Linked DNA regions of Mus musculus: region 1 is linked to region 2. The links are chromatin contacts, called in public HiChIP or PLAC-seq maps. All regions are on one chromosome and are shown on one strand. Each heading gives the region's core, a stretch centred on a gene start, on an enhancer-like site or on the middle of the called end of the contact. The rest is flanking DNA. Distances are from core to core; before and after follow the strand shown. Region 1 overlaps Arhgef17 (Rho guanine nucleotide exchange factor (GEF) 17). Region 2 holds the start of Relt (RELT tumor necrosis factor receptor).

Region 1 (3,620 bases), core at 33-2,532, 55 kb after region 2:
ATGGGAGTTCTGAAAGCCAGGGTCCCAGTGAACACCTGGAGGTGCTAGAGCTGTGGGGCCAAGAGTGTGAACTCCTTCTTAGCCACTCAGCTGTCCCAGTCTGCAGGCTCCGCAGTGTCACGCTCAGGCTCATCCGGGCAGAGTGGCAGTCCCTACTCCCCACAGCGCTGCTGTGAAGACTCAGTGAGGAAATATAGATAAAGTGCTCAGAGCAAGCTGAAGATGTAACACAGTGGTTAGAGCACTTCCCAAGCATGCAGGAGACCCGCTAGATCTCCTGAATATAAAATTGAGCATAAAATTAATAAAAAAACAAACAAAAAACCAGAAGTGCCCAGACCTGTGTCTAGTCAAACTCTTGACAAGCTTTCCTGCTGTGATAATTCACACCCGACCTGAGCCCAGAGAGTTACTGTGGACCTGAAGAAACTCACAGCCCAGCCTTGAAGTAAGGTCAACCTAGGTTATAAATGCCACCAGTCACGGTCTCCGAGACCTGAGCCAGGCCTCTTACCGCCTCTAGCCTCAGGGTCTGATTGCCACCATGTCCCTACGGCCTTTGTGCCAGCTTCCACTTCTTGGTCTCCCCAAAGAGCAAATCCAAGGCTGGCATAAGTATAGAGGGCTTCAGGGAAGGTTGGAGCAGGGCTTTGCTGGCTTCCTCGGGTCTCGCTACGTGGATTTAATAAATAAGTTTACAGTGCAGTTCCACTGTGTGCCAGGAAGGATGGTTTGGCACGGGCAGCCACTTGCCAGAGCTAACTGGGGGATCCAGGGGTTCACACTCGTATCTTCATACCCCAGAGTTTTCCAAGTGTGCCCAGCTAGGGCCGTAGAAGCATCCTAGATCAGGGGAAGCTGAGGGGGAGGGGCACAGTCCTGATCAGGATTCTCAGAGGCCTTTCCCCATCCAGGGGTGGGGACTCAACTGAACACAGCACAAGACTCAGGACTCAGAGCAGGTACAGCATGAGACGTTGTGGGGGAGCGGGGGCAGAAACCCCAGAAGCGAGAAGGCCTATGTGTATGTGAGTGAGGAGAAAGAAGCAGATGTCTGTGAGGCCACAAGAGGCCCAGGCCCCAGTGATGGTGGAGGCAGGGCAAGAAGGTAGCTGGAAATTACTCTCTCTGGTCTGCAGCCACCGCCACCGCCACCGCCTTCTCCTCTTCCTCCTTGTCTCCCTCCTCCTCCTCCTCCTCCTGCTCCTCCAGCTTTGGGGCCAGGCCCCAGACTATTTTTAGCTAGGGCTGAATTTAGCCATTCCCTCGGAAATTCCGCACCCGCCCCAGGCAACGCCCCCGCTGGCCTTGGGGAGAGGCCTGGAAGTGACTGGTGCAGGCCAGAGCTGAGAAGAGGGCCCTGTGAGCAGCAAGGAGTTTGCAGGGGTCTCACAGGCATCTGATGGGGAAACAGGCTCACGTCAATCCCCAAGCTGAGTCTTTCTACTCCCTTTTGTCTCAGCCCAGCTTTCTCTCAAGGCCTCCTCAGGGCCACAGTTCAGCACTGCTGTGGTCGAGGGACAAATATCAGAAGGGTTCTTAGCTCTGACCCTAGGTCCCACTGTGGATAGTGTTACCAGGCTGCCTACTAACCACCATAGTACTTACTCCACCCCACCTCTTGAGAGCCTGAATATTCAAGAACCATAGCTGGGATCCCCACTTCACAGGTGGGAAGACTGAGGCAGGGTGACTTGGCCTGAATCAAAATCAACATGGTAAGTCTGCCTGCTCTCAAACCATGCTCCTTTCATGGGGCCTCTTCCAAAAGTGCGGACTGGAGTTGTAGCCTAGCTGTTCCCTAGGAACTCCTGTGAGTGGCAGGGTACCTCCACCCAGCAGGGAGCCTGAAGTTGGACAAGGAGTAGTAAACTGGACTCGGAGTCAGGGTTCAGGGCCCTTTACCCCTCCAGAGAGAAGTTGTGCCTGGTAAAGGGGGCATGGCTCACCCTTCACCCTGCCCCACTCCCTCATCCCAGCTTGTGAGCCCAAATTCAACTCCATCTGGAACTCCAAATTCTCTCTACACAGTCTTCTTTGGCACATCCTGCATCCCTGGGCTCAGGCTTGTCACCACCGCCACTTCCTCCAGTCTGAACCTCACAGGGCACCATCACCATACAAAGCTGCAGTGCCCCTTCAGTTCCTCATCCTGCATGGCTCCCCCTGCCTAGGGGTGAGACTCAGCACCCAAGGCCTTCATACTGGCCCCAGCACGTACAGCTTCCCTCCATGTGCTGGTCACCCGAGACCTCTGTTCTCCACTGGCCTCTGACACATACAATGGCTTTCTTTTGCTGCCCTGGCTTTGATCAATTCCCCCAAATGCCAGTGGACCCCATCACTTCCCCTCCTTCTGGAACTCTTGGTGACTGCCCCCCACCCCCATGCTGGCAATCCCCAGGCAGCGCTGGGGCAGTGGCAGGAGGACTCATTATCATAGGGTATCAAGACTTTCACCTTCTTAATGAAGCAGGGGCCGGGAGTGGGGAGAAGGCAAAGCTGATGTCTGGAGTCTTTCCAGATGGGTGACTCTGGCACCCAAGGCCCTACCTCTCTTCCTCTCCCTTCTGACCTCCTGGTTTGTCAAGGCGTTGGCATCTGAACACACCCGTCCAGGGGGACAACCATGTACCAGAACAAAAACCAGCAGCCAAGAAAGACAGAGTCCACAGGACTTTTACTGGGGTGGGGGAGGGTCCTTCTCATCTTCCCTTCCCTTCCACATCTGTTCCTTAACCTCCAGTGCCCCGTCCTGGGAAAGAACTGAATGTTTGTCCAGGGGTGGGGGAATGGGGTCTCGGCCATCCCAGGAGGCCCAGCTCTGGGGCTGGCTGGCAGCCAGGAGCATGGCCTCCATCTCTCCTGCTCCACACTGCAGCAAAGAGCAGGGCCTGTCACCCCCTGGGAACCAATAAACAGGAAACTGACACCAACCTTGCACTTGCTCCCTTGCATTGGTCCTCCCAGCCTTACCACTGGCTCCAGACCTGCCTGCCTTGCCCTCCCTCCAGAATTCCAAGACAAAGGACATCAATCTCAAATCAACCAACACAATCAAGTTAAGAGGTCAGGGTTCTTGGGGGGATGGTGGTGGTCAGAACGCTTCATGACATAACTAAAGGGCTACTACCCTCTGAGAGTGACAACTCAGAGTACACACCAAGCAGGCACATTTCTGAGAGCAGTCTAGCCTTGGAGTCCTAGGGAGAAGGCTTTATTAACTTTATCATTTTGTCCTCATAATTCCTCAGAAACTCCATCTTATAGAGCAGGAAGCCGAGGCTCACAGCTGAGGTCCAATGTTAAATATTAACACATTAACATTGTTAAAAATCACCCAGTGAGGAGCAAGGCAGAGATGGCCACCAGGCACTCAGACTCTGGGACCAGAAAAGGGAGCAAATCCTGGGGCCTGCAGCTCTGACCCAGAGCGGGCTTTGGCTTGGCTTTGCCTTCCAAACTTTGCTCAGCCATCTCAGGCAAGGCTGGTGAGAAGAGTCAGAGTCAGAGAGAGGAGGCCACAGATCTGCAGGCTGGTCCCTGCCTTTCCTCACCAACCCCAAATGCCCAAGCTCCTGAGGCATGTGGTCTCCTGTCTACAGCTTTGTCCTCTGCTC
Region 2 (3,926 bases), core at 278-2,777:
ACAAATATTCCCTCTCTTTCCAACCAGGGGGCTGAAAAAGGAGACCTGGGTAGAGAAGTGTCTTTGGATTGAGGTTTCAGTATCTAAAGGGCCAGTGGCTTTTGAGTGGGAGCCTGACATCTTCTTGACCAACTGTGAGCAAGACTGTTTCCAACTGTTCACCAACACATGGGAACCTTGGACCACTCCATTGTGTCACAAGCAGACGCCTGCCCCCACCCCCACTGCAGTCTTTCTGTCTGGAGGGGAGAGGAGAATGGAGAAGACTGACCCAAAAACAATAGAGGATCCCAAAGTGATGATTCACAGGCTATTCACACCTCTCTGCAGACTGGGAGACTGAGGCTTAGCAGGGGTAGATCTGATCACAAAACAGAATACACAGTGCCTTGCTAGATGTTGGGGACTTCAGTGTGTGTGTGTGTGTGTGTGTGTGTGTGTGTGTGTGTGTGTGAGCGTGGAGTGGAGTGGAGACTGAGACCACCTCAGGTCTTCTCTGTGCCAGAGGGGCTAGCCCACCCAATTCTGGCTTCCTCTGCTAGGTCATGTCTGCGTGCAAACTCACTAAACTGAACTCTAAGGGTGTCTTGGAGAGAGATCTTTATTCCCTAGACTCCTGATCTTCCTTGGCCCCTCAAACACTGGAAGGTGTCAGGTTCCTCCTTGTCTTACTCTATCCTAGGCAGGCAGGCAGGCAGACAGTCTCTCTCTCTCTCTCTCTCTCTCTCTCTCTCTCTCTCTCTCTCTCTCTCTCTCCTCCCTCCCCCCCCACCCCGTCCCACATGCACCCTATGACCCCGTGATTCAGGGCTTGCTTAAGTTATTTAGGGTTCCTCTGTTCTACCTTATACTCACAACTAGCCCGGGTCACACTACAGGCCGGCCACACACAGTGACCCCAGTGACCTGGGGTCTCTCACATACACAATCACACACACTCTGCCTGCCTCACACACAGAGCCCCTCTGTGTCGCCCGCTAGGCTCGGCGTCACCGCCCAGTGTCCCAGCCACACGTTCGCCCGGGCCAGGCCGCCTCATGCGCCGTGTCACCCACAGTCACTGGCTGACACCGTTCAGAACACCCCCCCCCTTCCCGGCCGCCCCGCGCTGCAGCCGCACCGAGGCGCCGCCGTCCCGTCCCGCAGCCGGCCTTTGGTGTCAGTCCAAGTTTCCCGGGCTCCCCCGACCCCTTGCACGCCAAGTTCCGCTGCTTCCTCTCGCGCACCTTCTGACAGACTGCGCCGCGCGCGGTGCCGGGAGGACGCGCAGCCCGGGGGCTCCGGGACGCGTAGACAGCACCAGGATGGGACGGGACTGGGCAGGAGAGCGGGGCTGACGCATCCGCCGCTCAGGAGAACTTCCTCGGAGCAGCGGAGCGGGGCTGAGGGCCGTGCGCACCCTCCTTACCTGGCCCGCAGCACCAGCTTCGCTCAGCGTCCGACGCGGCGCCGGGGCCCCGCTAGGCGAGCGCTCGGGGCCGGCCGCGCAGCCTGCGCGCCTTTTGAATGAATCGCCGGCCTGGCCGGGAAGCTGCGCGGCCCCTCCCCTCGCGTCACGGCTTCTGGCCCCGCCCCCGACGTCAGAGCTCCGACTTGCGGCCCCTAACCCCGAGCCCCTCTGCGGGCCAAGGGCTCACGATTCTCCCGCCAGGCCACGCTGCTCCGCATCGCCACCTCTTGAGCCTCCTAGGAACTGCAGGGGCTACGACTAGGATGTTCTTCAGATGCATCCCTTGGGGCGCATCAGGGAGGCGCGGCCGTGTGTGTGTGTGTGTGTGTGTGTGTGTGTGTGTGTGTGTGTGTGTGTGTGTGTGTGTGTGTGTGTGTGTGTGTGTGTGTGTGTGTGTGTGTGTGTGTGTGTGTGTGTGTGTGTATGTGTGGTGTGTGTGTGTGTGTGTGTGCGCATGCATCCCTTGGGGCGCATCAGGGAGGCGCGGCCGTGTGTGTGTGTGTGTGTGTGTGTGTGTGTGTGTGTGTGTGTGTGTATGTGTGGTGTGTGTGTGTGTGTGTGTGCGCGCGCGTGCGGGCGTGTGTGTGTGTGTGTGTGTGTGTGTGGTGTGTGTGTGTGTGTGCGCGCGCGCGTGCGGGCGTGTGTGTGTGTGTGTGTGTGTGTGTGTGTGTGCTCCGAACCAAGAAATCTGGGCTTGTGTGATGCAGCGAAAAGGTGCTTGAGACATGAATGCTACTCAGATCCTGTCACCATTGCCTGTGTAACTAGGGCCACAGCTGCCACTGCCTGGGAATAGTCTTTGGAATTGGTTGTGGGTAAGAGCACCCTCAGTGTCTTGGATGAGACCCAAGCTGGTTTCTAGAATCCCCCACCTAGCTAATAAGAGAGACTATAAGGAATGCTCACCTGGTGAATTCCTTTGGAACCTGGCCTAAATACCCCTTCCTTCAGGGTAGCTGGTTCCTCCCCCAAGTAGGTATGACAATGACAATCCTCTCCCCTAACACCAGCGGTCCCACTCTTCTATCACCAATGCCAGCCATCGCAGTGTCCAGTGGAGGACAGGAGAAGTAACGGACTGGGAGGCCAGGATTTGGGAGGCAGAGGCAGGAAGCTCCTGAGTTCCAAGCCAGCCTGGGCTACATATGGAGACATTGTTTCACAAGCAAGCAAACACAAAAAGAGTGACCAACACTATGAGACATCGTTGTAGAAGCCAGGCAGTAAGTAACCATTGCACTCTTGCAATGGTTATAAACTGGGCCCGTGTGTGGTATGGTGCGGTGGTAGTAGCAGTAGTGGTGCGGTGGCACTAGCAGTAGCACATCTCAGCTCCCACAGCCTTCTCTTCCGTTACCTTCCCACTCCCCCAGCATCATTCAAAGAATCTAAGGTGGCCAGGAGAGCAGGATGAGATGAAACTCGGACAGCACAGAGGAGCCCAGTGCGGGAGACAGAGGCCTGGCTGGAATCAGGATAATCACAGCTCACGGAAGAGGTTGAGGAAGTAAATATGTCTGTTGGGAATGGGTGGGCTGGTAAACAAATTAAGTCATAGAATTTGAGCCACAGAAAGGAAAGGAAAGGAAAGGAAAGGAAAGGAAAGGAAAGGAAAGGAAAGGAAAGGAAAGGAAAGGAAAGGAAAGGTCAGGTCCCCAGAGCCTGGGAAATTCCAGGAGGAGAACTGGACACCTGAGAGACGAGAGGGAGGGGAGAGTTTCCATTAACCTGGCTGAGCCCAGGTTTTGGGGACAGGGCAGAAAAAGTTCCACGTTACTGGTGTCAAAATCATGAGCGCAGCAGGCCTAGTGACTTGTGCTTCTAACCCCAGAGCACTGGAGGCAGAGACAACCAGATCTCCCTGAGTTCTGTGCCAGCCTGGTCTACATAGTGAACTGCAAGCCAGCCAAGGATACAAAGTGACATCCTGTCCTGGAAAAACAAAAAACAAAAACAAACCAATACATTCAATGTCAACTGTGCTCCCCCAAATCTGGGGATGGGCCCAGAGCCCCACATCACAGTCCATGGTGGAAACCCACTGGGGAGCAGTGACGTGCTCAGACTTGCCTGAATGTTCTCTGCTTCCGAGTTTTTGTTTTTCTCTTTTTGAGACACAGTCCCCTTATTGAGCCATCGCCATGTATGTAGACTGAGTTGGCCTCAGACTCACAGAGACCCGCCTGCCTCTGCCTCCTGCCTGCTGTGGTGAAAGGTAAGCTTCACTGTGACCGTTTTCCTCAGTTTTATTTTGTTTTAATTTTCTATTATATTTTATGTGTATAGCATTTTGTGTGCATATATGTCTGGGCACCACTTGAAAGCCAAGTGCCCAAGGAGGCCAGAGGAGGGCGTCTGAAGTTATATACAATTGTTAACCTCCATGTCAGTGGGGGAATTGACCCAGGATCCTCTGGAAGAACAGTCACTGTTCTTAACCCCTGAGCCATCTCTCCAGCCTTTATTTTATTTTTGT

Evidence for each region. HiChIP or PLAC-seq counts read pairs in DNA pulled down with a chosen protein or histone mark.
Region 1: an H3K27ac HiChIP or PLAC-seq map of embryonic stem cells shows a contact between it and region 2, with 7 read pairs. The contact joins the enhancer-like site here to the promoter of Relt in region 2. A contact is called at or near these places in 3 of 39 promoter capture datasets (embryonic stem cells and second pharyngeal arch cranial neural crest), 1 of 484 Hi-C or Micro-C datasets (uterus), 3 of 115 datasets of contacts at active chromatin or transcription factors (the HPC-7 cell line and embryonic stem cells) and 1 of 9 other capture datasets (adipose tissue).

Annotation. Positions count from the first base shown.
Region 1 is chr7:100,917,074-100,920,693 of GRCm38.p6, forward strand. The region is part of intron 1 of Arhgef17 (Rho guanine nucleotide exchange factor (GEF) 17); the gene reads right to left. Among named protein-coding and RNA genes, the nearest start is that of Arhgef17, 13 kb to the right of the region's middle. Within about 2 kb of position 1,283, at least 99 of the 459 cell types and tissues checked have an H3K27ac peak or open chromatin away from gene starts, as enhancers often do. A contact at or near this core is called in embryonic stem cells and uterus, where this site is marked.
Region 2 is chr7:100,861,886-100,865,811 of GRCm38.p6, forward strand. It overlaps Relt (RELT tumor necrosis factor receptor), which reads right to left and starts at 1,528. Exons shown (of 11, transcript NM_177073.6): 1 at 1,409-1,528.